Regions from separate parts of the Sus scrofa genome. Here region 2 is linked to region 1. The links are chromatin contacts, called in public Hi-C maps. All regions are on one chromosome and are shown on one strand. The core of a region is the stretch at or near the end of the contact, and the rest is flanking DNA. Distances in the headings are between cores, read along the strand shown. Region 1 has its middle 75 kb from the start of TMEM17. Region 2 overlaps LOC106508312 (a long non-coding RNA gene).

Region 1 (6,693 bases), core at 34-2,533:
AAATGAATGGCTTGACTCAATCAAGAAATCTTGTTCAACCTGGGAGGCCCAGAGATCAGGGTGCTGAATGACAGAGCTTATAAACAAGCAGATTCAGCTGCTAAACAAAGGGCATGATTGTGTTTAGGGAGGAGAGAGACGGAGGACCACATATTTCTTGTCAGTCTTTTTCTAGGATAATTACTCAATGGAGTGAAGCATCTTTAACCACTTAGACTTGGCTGCTGCATCTTTCATCTGAGACAATTCTCTGACAAGAGGGATTTTAACATCAATATATGATTGTTTGCAATGTATAGTAAGATATATTCATTCAAAATCACTTAGTAGCTGGGGAGTCTAGGTGGCAAGATGTTTCTGCATTATTTTTAGTCTACTTTGTGCTGATAGCTCACAGCATCCAATACATTTTTGCTGAATCAGTAAGTGAATCGGGCATCATTTGGATAAGGCCCCAAAATAATCATTTTGGTTCTGTCAACATCTAGTTTTCCAGTTTGGTGTTAGAAACATAGGGAACTGATCTAATGTTTTCTAAGAATATGACTATATGTGTTTTCATCTTTTTAGCCCTGTTTTCCCAGGGTGATGAAAATAAACACATTAAGTTGGAAGCACAGAAATGTCCATCTTCACTGCATGCCTGGATCCAGTGTTTCTCTGCTATAATGATATCCCCATAGGCCTATCTAGAACAATTTTCCTACTTGTCACCTAGATTGGAGGATAGATCCTTCAAAATGAGTAGAATTTGTCATTGTTGCTACTATTATTACTTGATCAGCAGAAAGGTTATTGGCTAGAATGGGCTAGGATGCCCTGGCAAATCAGTCATTTCCTGGCTATGCCTATAGCAACTTGGTAAGTACAATGAGGAGAGGAGAACAGATTAAAAAAAAAAAAAAATTTCAAGGTCCATTCTTTTATTCAAGGTCAAAACTACAAAATTCTTAGCTATTGGATCCTAAAGTGCTTGTTTCCTCGTAATCCATTCCAATAGGAGAGAAGATTTAAAAAAAAAAATTGTGAAATAGCTCGTAATGATAGGACCAGTGTTAAGCACATGTAAAATGGATATTTCTACATAGCAGCAGGATGAGAGAAACTGATATGTCAAATATTTTAAACTCCATGATCAAATTGGAATAATATCAAACATGATTGTAATCTGAGGCAACAGAATTCAATTTTCCTTGCATTATGGAGATTTCTCTGAGCAGACCCAGGTTAAATGACTGCTCTGAGGTTGATGACACACCGATTCCTAGTGCCAACAATGACTTCAGCCTGATGGCAACCTTTACAAATTGCTTCCTGTAAATTCTTTGCGAAAATAACAAGCAAATCATTTTGCTTGAGAGTGACTTTTAGCTAAGGGACTCCACCCAACAATCTGGATTTAATAAAACAAACAAAAAAAACTTTGGTATTACAAACATCTTTTTTGAAATGCAAGTTCCCCACATAAGTTTTTGTAAAAGCAAAGCATTTTCACTTTCTGTTCATTGAAAACTGAATGGATCCTTATGCATGGCCCAGTGGTTACTTAGTTTTTCTGATGAGTTGGCAGGGAGGGGTGGAAGGGGAGAGAAGATCACTGAAGAGCCACATGTATATATAAGATATTCAGGATAATATTTACAAAAGACTTTAAAGCCATAACCAGTGGCTTGGTAATTCAGTCATTTATCCATTCACTTACTCAGCACTTAATATTTAATAAGTACTAGGCATTGCTGTAGGCTCCGGAGATACCATAGTTGAACAAAACAGACAATACTTGTGTTCTCATGGAACTTACATTCTAGTGAGCTAGACCATAAGCCAAATATTATGCAAAGCACACTTTCTTTAAAGAGGACACTGGGTTTAATGGGCAAGGTAGAAGAATGATTTGCTTACAGAAGATTAGGGGTTGGGAACATTTATGTCTCTGTGATAGGTAGTAGATAAAAATCACACTAGTAAATATTTAAGCTTGGCATTGCTCAGATATGATATATAATTTATGATCTAGTTCCTGAACTCAAAGAACTTATGATTCTAACATATAAGGTGTTCCTGCACATAACACAGGCAGAGAGGGAAGAACAATCAGATATTTTGTATACCATCTGAGTCAGAGCTGAATCATTGCCTTCAGGGTTATAACTGGGGTGAGTGACGTTTAGAATGTTTGGGCCTTTAGGAATTCAAATAGAAATAGGAATTCTTTGACACTGTGTCCTTTCCTATTTGGTAAAACAAAACAAAACAAAAGAAAAACAAACCCAATGTAGTCATCGGCATGACAGGGAAAGTGTGTGTGTATGTGTGTTTCAAAAAATGTCAAATCTGCTTTGTTCATTCTAATGAAATCACTATGATTAAAAGAGGTAGAAACAGAAAATCTGGCAGGTTTTTAAGAAATGGTCATACAATGAAGAAACTTGGGCTTTATGAAGGTAAAACCACAAGACGTCTTTGGGATAATATCTCTGAAACTTTTTTTCTGATTTTCATTCCTACTTACTCTTTTTTTCAACTTTCCTCTTTTCAATATTCTTTGCCAGCTGCAATCATCAATCAGGGCTTACGGTTGTTTTCATCATATCCAGATATATTGGCTTCAGAGCTCATGAAATCAAAATCAACCTTATGCTTCTGCTACTCTTCTGGAGGCCACCAGGACTATACTTCACATCTCCTCAAACTCGGAGAAGAAACAGCTTTCTTAAGAACAACCCCTTTGTTGTTGCTGTTGTTGGTTGTTTGTTTGTTTTGTCTTTTTGCCTTTTCTGGGGCCGCTCCTGGCACATATGGAGGTTCCCAGGCTAGGGGTCTAATTGAAGCTGTAGCCACCGGCCTACGCCAGAGCCACAGCCATAGCAACTCGGGATCTGAGCCAGGTCTGCAACCTACACCACAGCTCATGGCAACGCCGGATCTTTAACCCACTGAGCAAGGCCAGGGATCGAACCTGCAACCTCATGGTTCCTAGTCGGATTCGTTAACCACTGCGCCATGACGGGAACTCCCAAGAACAACCCTTTTAATAGCCCCAATCACAGTTGCTTGTTGTTCAAAATGGAGCCTCCCAAGTCTTTTTCTCCTGTGCTTGTAAGAGCACTTACTCATCTAACAAACGCATGTTGGGCACACACCTTATGGCATTATGTGTGGGTACCTGCGCCTACGAAGATGTTAAAAGGTAGATAGTTATATGTACATTTATAGAGCTTATGGCTAAGAAAGGGGCCAAGCACCCAGATAAGCTATTTAAAAATGCGGCAAGGAGAAAGCACCACAAGAGAGAGACAAATGAAGTACCATATTTGCTCTGAGGAAACTTCTGGTTGGGGGACTCAAGAAGATAGCTTTGGAACAAGAATTTTGAGGGAAAGATAAGATTGCAACAGATCAGGGACAGATGAGCAGATATAAGTTTACCTTTTTTAGTTATACTTTTCCTTTTAGTATATTACACAGTCCTCCCCATTCTTTCTTTTTCTTTTTTTCTTTTTTTTCTTTTTTTTCTTTTTTTTTCTTTTTTGTCTTTTCTAGAGCCCCACCCACAGCATATGGAGGTTCCCAGGCTAGAGGTCTAATCAGAGATACAGCTGCCGGCCTACGCCAGAGCCACAGCCACGCCAGATCAGAGCCGCGTCTTCAACCTACATCACAGCTCATGGGACGCCAGATCCTTAACCCACTGAGCGAGGCCAGGGATCAAACCCACAACCTCATGGTTCCTAGTCGGATTTGTTTCCGCCACGCCACGACGGGAATTCTGGCTCCCCATTCTTGTTTATGTTCTTCAAACAAGGCTTTCCTAATTAAAAAAAAATTTTTAACCTCCCACTCCTCTCTTCCTTATTTTCTTCCATTAATATTACTGTAAATCTTTAATAAGTTTGCTTTTAATTGGGCATTGAATCAACTTTACAATGAAAGTTAATTGGAAATATCTAAGTACAAAGAACAACATGAACTTACTGAAAAACTCCTTAAATTTCCATGCTTTCATAAACCCTGAAGACTTTTTCCATTCTGCTGCTTGTATAAAAACAAATGTGCATAATTGTTAGGAACCAGTATTTATCATTCTAAATTATACTTTTTCATCTGCTACTGTTTTCTATAATCCTTTATCCATTTTTATATGTCTCTCGTTTTTATCACTCCTACCAGCAATGTAATGATTTATTGTATCAATGTATCATATTTGTTGTCTTATTTCCCTGTAGGTGAATATGTGGGCTTTTTCTAGTTTTAAGATATACTAATAAAGGCTTCTATACACATCCATTTGCCTTTTCTTTCCCTTGAATTATATCCTCAGTATATGTAACATTTTCCAAAGTTAAATAAGGTAATACATAATGTATGGCTAAGGTGTGAGCACAGGCAGACTGGGTCTGTTTGAATTCTGGCTCTATCGCTTATCTGTGTGAACTTGGATAAATTACTTAACCTCTCTGAGGCAGTTTCCTCATCTAAAAAAACCAAGAAGAATAAAATAAACACCTCATATTATTTGTATGAAAATTATATGAAATAATACATACATGTAAACCTTTAAAATTGGGCTTAATGGGAGTTCCAGTCGTGGCACAGTGGTTAACGAACCTGACTAGGAACCATGAGGTTGCGGGTTCAGTCCCTGCCCTTGCTCAGTGGGTTAACTATCCAGCGTTGCCGTGAGCTGTGGTGTAGGTCGCAGACGTGGCTCGGATCCCGCGTTGCTGTGGCTGTGTTGTAGGCCGGCAGCTACAGCTCCGATTAGACCCCTAGCCTGGGAATCTCCATATGTCTCGGGAGCGGCCCAAGAAATGGCAAAAAAGACAAAAATAAAATAAAATAAAATTGGGCTTAATGCATCATAAGTATCCAATAATGTTAGCTATTACTATATATGGTCCTTAGCATACTATTTGTTACATTCTAAAATTTGATAAATGCTAATTTCCTTCCTCTCATTTACTCAAATTGCTATAACTTGGACAAAGTGTTTGATCATTACTATTTACCATGGAATTATAAGTACAGAGTTGTGAAGAATGCTAAAAGTTTTGTTTCTGATTCATGTCATGGGTATCCAAGATGCTTTCTGGAAAAAGAGCATTTGCTTACAGAATCATCAGATGCATCCAGACTCTCATGTTCATGTACAGCTGTTCGTACTTTACTGGTATAAGGATCCTACCTTACATTTATTTACATTTGTAATTTTCCATTGTAATGTCCATTGATCAATTATCCATTGACTTACAGTTTTCCAAGATGGAGCCCTTGGTTTCATGTAAAAATCCTTAACTTTTTACAGGAAGAAAAGGTAGGAGTATGGCTGGGTGCTTTTTTCCTCCTTCTGTCTCTGGCCTCTGCTTTTCTTAACCTGGCTCCCTCCATATAGTTGGAAACCTGGACGGAAATTCTCATGCTTCTTACTGATGGTGACCACATGTCTTTAACAGCTCCACATTCCCAAGGAAGGAGTCCTATTGGCCTGGTTTGAGTTAATTGCTCACTCCTAAACCAATCAGCTGTGGCCAGGGAGTTGGGTAGTATAATTGGCGGTCTCTATCAGAGCCATTTATTTGGAGTGGAAGAAAGAGCATTAACCTGAAGACAGGGTGTCAAATAGAAGGGCTCTGGCCAGATCTAATGATAGATTCCACCAAGCTGAGTTTTTAAAGGAGCTTTATATGTTTCCTGTCTGTTTACTATTCTTATGTGAATTTACTCTTCTTATGTGAACTATTCTTATCTTTGATCATCTGTCATCAAGATACATGTTTCTTTATAAATTTATACATTTTCCTAATATTAGAAACACAACTTTCTTAAGAACTTTGAGGCAGAAGGACTTATGGTTCAAGAATTTAAACGCTTATGGAGGAATTCATGTTCAGAGAAATGTTTGGAGCTAATTTCTGAAAGCCATTAGAACTATGGTTTTTGTTTTTTGGGTTTTTTTGTTGTTGGTGGTTTTTGTTTTTGTTTTTTGTTTTTTGTCTTTTTGTCTTTTTAGGGCCACACCTGAGGCATATGGAGGTTCCCAGGCTAGGGGTCTAGTTGGAGCTGTAGCCACAGGCTTATGCCAAAGCCACAGCAACACTAGATCCGAGCCACGTCTGTGACCTACACCATAGCTCATGGCAATGCTGGATCATTAACCCACTGAGAGAGGCCAGGGATCCAACCCGCAATCTCATGGTTCCTAGTCGGATTTGTTTCTGCTGCACCATGACAGGAACTCCCTACTATGTTTTTTGGTAGTAAAATAACTATGACTTTTATACATCTTACCCTAGTAATCATGACTACAACATGATTACTCACTACCGTTTCATACTCACTAGCAAAATACATTTTAGGACCTCTTTTTCTGCACTTGTAATATTTATAAATCATTTTGTAATATTCTGCTAAAAAAATTCATAGTGGGAAGAATTCTTTCTAGAGTTGGTCCTCCTCTGAATATCTGAAGTCTTTATTTTGTGACTCTGCCTGAAGGCTTTTTCCAGCTGCAGGAGTAGACTTGGTCAGGGACAGGCTTGAAGGGCTAGGGACTTATCACCTCCTGGAACAAAAGAGAATTGGTGGGGAAAGCAGGATGACTCCCAGGCCCGGGCTGCACAGTGTCCCAGAGGGCTCTGGAGGGACTCCCCATTGACCACAGCAGTAACATGTTCATTAGTACTTTGTATTGAC
Region 2 (6,567 bases), core at 373-2,872, 130 kb after region 1:
CTGAGGATGAATGTCCTCTTTTCCCCTCTGGTTGGGAACACATGAAAATTCAATGAAGCAGCACAGCTTGTTTTGTCAGTGAAGTTAGTACGTGAGGCAGTTTTGGCCTTGTTTATGGAAATGAAAAATCTTTGCCATGTTTTGATTCTCTGCAGAAGTCTCTGGTTGTGACAGGCTGAAAAATGAAAAAATGAGAATGTACATGATCCATGTAGGAACTTGGTCAAGAAATTTGGCCAGGAAGCAGAAACAGCACTGCTTGAGTGCCATGTGCCTGCAGCCCCAGGCCAGCCTTTTTTATTTTTTTTCTCACAGCTGCACTTGCAGCATATGGAAGTTCTAGGCTAGGGGTCAAATCGGAGCTATACCTGCAGGCCTGCATCACAGCCACAGCCATACCAGATCTGAGCTGTATCTGCAAACTACACCACAGCTCGTGGCAAAGCCAGATCCTTAATCCACTGGGCGAGGCCAAGGATCAAACTCACATGCTCATGGACACTATGTCCTGTTCTTAACCTGCTGAGCCACAGTGGGAACTCCTAGAGGGCCTCTTCATTCTGAGTGACTCTGCCTTGAATGAAACTGACAATAAAGAAATTCCAAAAACAGCCCCTAAGTCCAAACAGTGATGTACAATACGAGGCCACTGAGTGGCCAGGCCAAGGCCCTGCCTCTCCGCTGCTGTAACAGATGCCCTAGAGTAGGTGGACCCTGGCCTCCCTGAGACAGCGTAGAAGGCGGCCCCCCCCACACACACACATGCTGCTCATTATTCACCAAAACAACATATCAATGCCCAGGGACACCTGTGGCATTCTCCCTACTGTCCCATCTGAGTCTCTCCCACACGGGAAGCAAGTCTCCAACTGTCTTACAATTTTCAACCAGAGATTCTTCAAGCATGGAAACCACATGACCCCCAAATTGTACTTCTAGATAATCATCCGAGAGGAGCGAGGTTGTATGCGAATGATCGGAGCAGCTTTATTCATAATAGATTGTCAGTCCTCTTTAAAGACTAATTTACTTCAAAACCAGAATTTTTAGTTTTTCCTTGAACTGTCTCTGGGATTCCACGTTGGCAGGGTCTGCAGATGCTTCTGGGGCCAGCTGTCATGCTCACCAACGCCCAGGAACCCAAAAGCACTGCCGTGGCCTGGTCTGCTGTAGACACAGGCAAGGTGACCAGCAGTTACAACAGCCTCTCCAGAAAGCCCAGCATATCTTGGGTTTTCTCCTCAAAACATCTTCTCTTTAGTATCAAAATTCACATTCACCATCTAGATCATCCATCCCAGGCTGCTGAGGGGCATGTGCCCAGATCAGCAGTACCACGCACATCACCCTCTTGTTGAAACAGTGGGTTGTTGTACCCATTTTGCAGATGAGGAAGCCAATGCCCACACAGGTGAAGTAAAGTCCCCAAGACACACAGCTGGTGAATCTTGGGCTAGGATTGAACCCATGCGGTCTGGCTCCCGCAGTCACTGAGGTTGCGCCCTCACAGGAGGGATGAACTACTGAGGATGACCTCTGAGCTGCACTGAAGGGGAGCATGAAGTCCCCCTTCCATGAGGGTACACGCTGTGGAGCACTGCTCTGTCTGCTTGGCCAGGCTCTAGTTCCTATCCTGCAGTGCGTGCGCCACCTGGCTCCACACTCAGGAACAGCCTCACCCATCAACTGGCCTTAATGCCTTCCTAGGATGCCCAAGAGATGAGGTTTTTAAAGCCTTGAGTTCTAATCTTTACAACTACTGAGTAATTCTTCACAATAACCCTATGCAGGAGGTTCTGTTGTGAAGAACTAAACATCCCCCACTTAACAGGCAAGAAGACGGAGACATAAAGATGTAAAGAAACTGCCCCAGCTAGTAAGTGGCAAAATCAGATCTAACATCCAGGTCTTTTTCTGACACCAGATCTAAGCTCTAATCTATGGGTCTCAGAGGTTAGGAAAATAAGCTGTGAGGAGAATACTGGTGTAAGAAATTAAGGTTTTAGCTCCTTTTCAGCAGAAGAGCCATTTCTGGGTTCAGTGGCAAAGCAGTGGTGTGGCCAGAGGCTGCTGGGGGCAACCCCTCAGGTCAGGCCACAAAGAAATGGGAGAGCAGCCAATTACAAGGCCTTCATCACAGGCGTGACTCAGAGTCTACAGCAAAAGCCTGCTGCAGCCACTACTCTGCCCCAGGGTTAAGAAATTCCCACTGGGCGAGCTCAGCCCTTTGCATGCTGCAGCCCGGCTTCTGGAGACAGGCACTCTCCCACTACAAGCCATGGGCATTTCGCAATCAGGTTAATTTTGGCCAAGAATCTGATGAGCTTAGTGAGAAACTCATTCCAAATCTAATACAGATCTTTCTCGACTCATGATGGGGTTAGGTCCTGATAAGTCCATCCTAAGTTGAAAATCTATTAAGTAGAAAATGCATTTAACACACCTACCTTACCCGACTTCATAGCTTAGCCTAGAATACATCACCTTACCCTTACATTAGCCTACAGTTGGGCAAAAGCATCTACGACAAAGCCTATTTTACAACAAAGTGTGAAGTATCTCATGTAACTTATTGAATACTATATTAAAAGTGAAAAACAAATGGTTGTCTGGATCCAGAATGGTTGTGTGTGGGTGGTTCTCACCCTCATAATGGTGCGGCTGGGAGCCAGGGCTGTGCTGCCCCCTGCCCAGCATCACAGGGAATATCCGCATATCGCCAGCCCCGTAAAAGGTACAAACTCAAAATTCGAGGTCCAGATTCTACTGAAGGCACTTCACTTCCACACCACCACAAAATCAAAAAATCATAAGTTGAACCATCCTTAGGACCATCTGCAGTTCCTTGCTACCAGTCCTCCCCCCCCGCTTCCGGCATACAGAGAATGTGACGCCTCCGAGCCTTTAGTCCTTTACTCCTCAGGGCACTACTCCATCCAGGCACACACCCTCCTGCCTCTGGCCTTGGTGGGCCAGGCCCAGGTGAGGAGGAAGCCCTCTCCCCCCAACCCTCCATCAGCCAATCACTGGTTGCTACACCAAAAAGCGGTTCTTTGCCTGGTCTAGGGTTAGATACCAGGCAGCCCAGGGAGAGGCGCATTATGGCGAGAAATAAAGATGCAAAAGGCCGTATGACTAAGACGGTGACACAGTAACAAACAAGGCTAACTGCGGCTGTGAAACACCGGGAACAGTCCCACCTCTCGAAGGCAGCCCTTTGCGTGGAGAATGCTGACCCCTAGTGGCCACGCACGGGGACGCAGCGCGGCTGCCGCGGAGCCTGTGACAGTGAGTCACCTAGGGAGCAACTGAGCTCTAGGGCATCAAGAGCCCCAGACCCCTTCTGGGGACAGTGGGCCTGGAAGGGAGGTGGGGGAAAGGCAGGGACGAGAGGACAAGGGCAAAGAGACCCCGGCTGCTAGTCCTGCCCCGCCCCCACCATCCCATAAGAGTTCTAGTCCCGCCTCCGTCCCTCCCAGCTCTCGAATGCTGTCAACTCTTCCTATGTTCTAGGAAGAAATAAGCAAGGAGGAAAAGGGAAGAGATCTGCAGTATAAACGGGGCTATGATCCCCCAGGGCTTACATGTGCCTCCAAAACGCTTCCTCCATCCGGGTCTTCCGCTGGACCAGCCAACTCCCAAATCTTGAGCCAGTGAAACTGCGTTCCTTACTGACAGGTGGGCTGAACAATGGCTCCCAAAGATATCCAGGCCCTAATCCCTGGAAGCTGTGAATGTTACTTTATAAAACAAAAGTGGCTTAGCAGGTGTGATTAAGTTAAGGGTGTTGAGGTGGGGAGATTATCCTGCATTATTCAGGTGGATCTTAAATGTTATCACAAGCATCTTACAAGAGGGAGGGAGAGGGAGATTTTACTGCAGAAGAGAAAGACAACCATTTTACAAAAGACGCAGAAGAGATTTCAGATGCTACTTAGCTCACTTTGAAGAGGGAGTCATAGGCCAAAAAATGCAAAAAAAAAAAAAAAAAAAGAGCTCTAAAAACTGGAAAAGACAAGAAAATGGATTCTCCCTTGGAGGTTCTGCTGACACCTTGATTTTGGCCCCATGAATCAGATTTCTGGTTTCCAGAACTGTAAGAGAATAAACCTGTGTTGTTTTTAAGCTACCAAGCTTGTGGTAATAGGTTACAGCAGCCATCAGAAATAAATACATGACCTTCAACTCTTAAATTTGTGTGTACTTGGGATAAAACTGTTAATGAACAAGAGAGACTCTTCCACACCTAGAGAAATTTATAATCTCTCTCTCTCGGGATTTTAAAAAGCAACAGCCAAAAATTATTTATCTTATGTAGTGAAATATATAACCAACTAGCACATGGAAGATATTCAAGATCTTTAGCAGTAAGGAGGGTAGGGGTCATCAAAAACACAACCAGGGGAGTTCTCTTCCGGGTTCGGTGGTTAACGAGTCTGAATAGGATCCATGATGAGGATGTGGGTTTGATCCCTGGCCTTGCTCAGTGGGTTAAGGATCTGGCATTGCTGTGAGCTGTGGTGTGGGTTGCAGAGGTGGCTCAGATCCCTCATTGCTGTGACCGAGGTGTAGGCCAGCAGCTTCAGTTCCGATTTGACCCTCGCCTAGGAACTTCCTCCGGTTTGGCCCTGAAAAGCAAAAAATTAAAAAATAAATAAATAAAACCCACAACCAGGGAGTTCCCGCTTTCCTGCTGTGGTGAAAGGATCCAGCCTTGGTCTCTGCCACAGTGGGTTAAGGATCCAGCATTGCCCCAGCTGTGGCATGGGTTGTAGCTGTGGCTCAGATTCAATCCCTGGCCAGGGAACATCCACATGCTGCTGGGGGGACGTAATGAGATACCACTTGACACCTGCTAGAAGAGCTAAGATAGTAAGAGCTATGATAATAAGCTTTGGCAACAACATGGAAAAGCTGGAATTCTCATATGTTGCTGGTGGTGTTATAAAATAGTGTAACCACTTTGGAAAATAGTTTGCCAGTTTCTTAAGAAATTAAACATCAATTACCAGACGACCTAGCAATTCCAGTCCCAAGAATCTACTCAAGAAAAATGAACATTCCTATCCAAAGACATGGATATGAATATTCATAGCGACATTATCCACAATAGCCAAAACCTGGAAATAACTCACATGTTCATCAACAGTGCATGAAACTACAGTATACACAAATTATTTCAGCAATAAAAAAGTCGAGATTACAGATGTGCTACAGCATGGAGGAATCTCAAAAACATTACACTAAATGAAAGAAGCCAAATACAAATGACCACAAATTATGTGATTCCATTTATATGAAATGTCAAGAGGCAAACCAAGAGAAGTGGTTGCCTGGGACTGGGGGTGGGGAATGACCACAAGTATCCAGGAGGGACCTTTCTGGAGTGATTGACAGTTTCTAAAGTTGGATTGTGGTGATAGTGGCACAATGCAATTAAAACAGGTGACGTTTAGGTCATCAGGTTAAGTTTAGGTTATGTAAATTATAACCACAGTAAAGCTTTTTTTTTTGTTAAGGATATCTCCCCATCCCCCACTCCCATGTAAGTTGATGAAGCCTCAAACCCCCAGGAGTATTTGCATTTTAAGAGGGTCTCTTTAAAAAGATTTGAAAGCCTAGGAGTTCCAGTCATGGCTCAGTGGAAACAAATCCAACTAGGAACCATGAGGTTGTGAGTTCAATCCCTGGCCTCGCTCAGTGGGTTAAGGATCCAGTGTTGCCATGAGCTGTGGTGTAGGTCACAGACGTGGCTTGGATCCCGAATGGCTGTGGCTGTGGCTGTGGCTGTGGGGTAGGCAGTCAGCTGCAGCTGATTAGACCCCTAGCCTGGGAACCTCCATATGCCAAGGGTGCGGCCCTAAAGAGACAAAAAAAAAAAAAAAAAAAAAAAGATTTGAAAGCCTAGAGTATGATGGAAGACTGGTTAAGACGCCTGGTTTGGGGAGCACCATGGCCCGGCACCTCTTCAGGTCATCCTGGTAGGCGGCATCTGCTCCAGCACCCTATACCTGGCTGTGCCTAGGTTCTCAGGTGCCTGTGCAATACAGCACAGTTGGGTTTCATCTCCAGCAGAGGACAAGACTTCCACTCCCACTCTCCTCTACAGAGGCTGCAGCCAGCCTCTCTAAGTGCTCCACTCCACCTGCTCTGATGACACTTCTTGCCTTGAACACCATCTGGAACCTTGGCACATAGCTTAGGCTGGTAGGGGTAGAAGAAGGATGTTTGCAGAGGTTCCTCAGGTCAAAAGCAAGTGCTCTAGGCAGGCATGCCTGCCATGCTGCATTCTGACCCAGAAAATTTGCCTTCTTAATGTCAATTCCCTTCATGAGCCACACAAAGCCACCTGCCAACATGAGTAAGACTGTAGTGAACATAGCAACTCCAACAAGCAGGTCCAGGTAGTTAAAGGATTTCAGGTCCCCACTCCTGAAGTACAAAGGAACATGTTTTAAAAGGAGAACTAGGAGTTCCCATGGCGGCTCAGTGGTTAATGAATCCGACTAGGAACCATGAGGTTACAGGTTCGATCCCTGGCCTTGCTCAGTGGGTTAAGGATCTGGC

What was found. A called contact is a pair of places that touch in the nucleus more often than the background predicts.
Region 2: a contact with region 1 is called in a Hi-C map of adipocytes, with 5 times the contacts expected there. A contact is called at or near these places in 3 of 47 Hi-C or Micro-C datasets (adipocytes, embryonic fibroblasts and fibroblasts) and 1 of 2 datasets of targeted methods (skeletal muscle).

What each region holds. Positions count from the first base shown.
Region 1 is chr3:79,337,193-79,343,885 of Sscrofa11.1, forward strand. No RefSeq gene overlaps it. Among named protein-coding and RNA genes, the nearest start is that of TMEM17, 75 kb to the right of the region's middle.
Region 2 is chr3:79,464,024-79,470,590 of Sscrofa11.1, forward strand. LOC106508312 (a long non-coding RNA gene) reads right to left here. Exons shown (of 6, transcript XR_002342643.1): 6 at 4,589-4,628. Among named protein-coding and RNA genes, the nearest start is that of TMEM17, 52 kb to the left of the region's middle.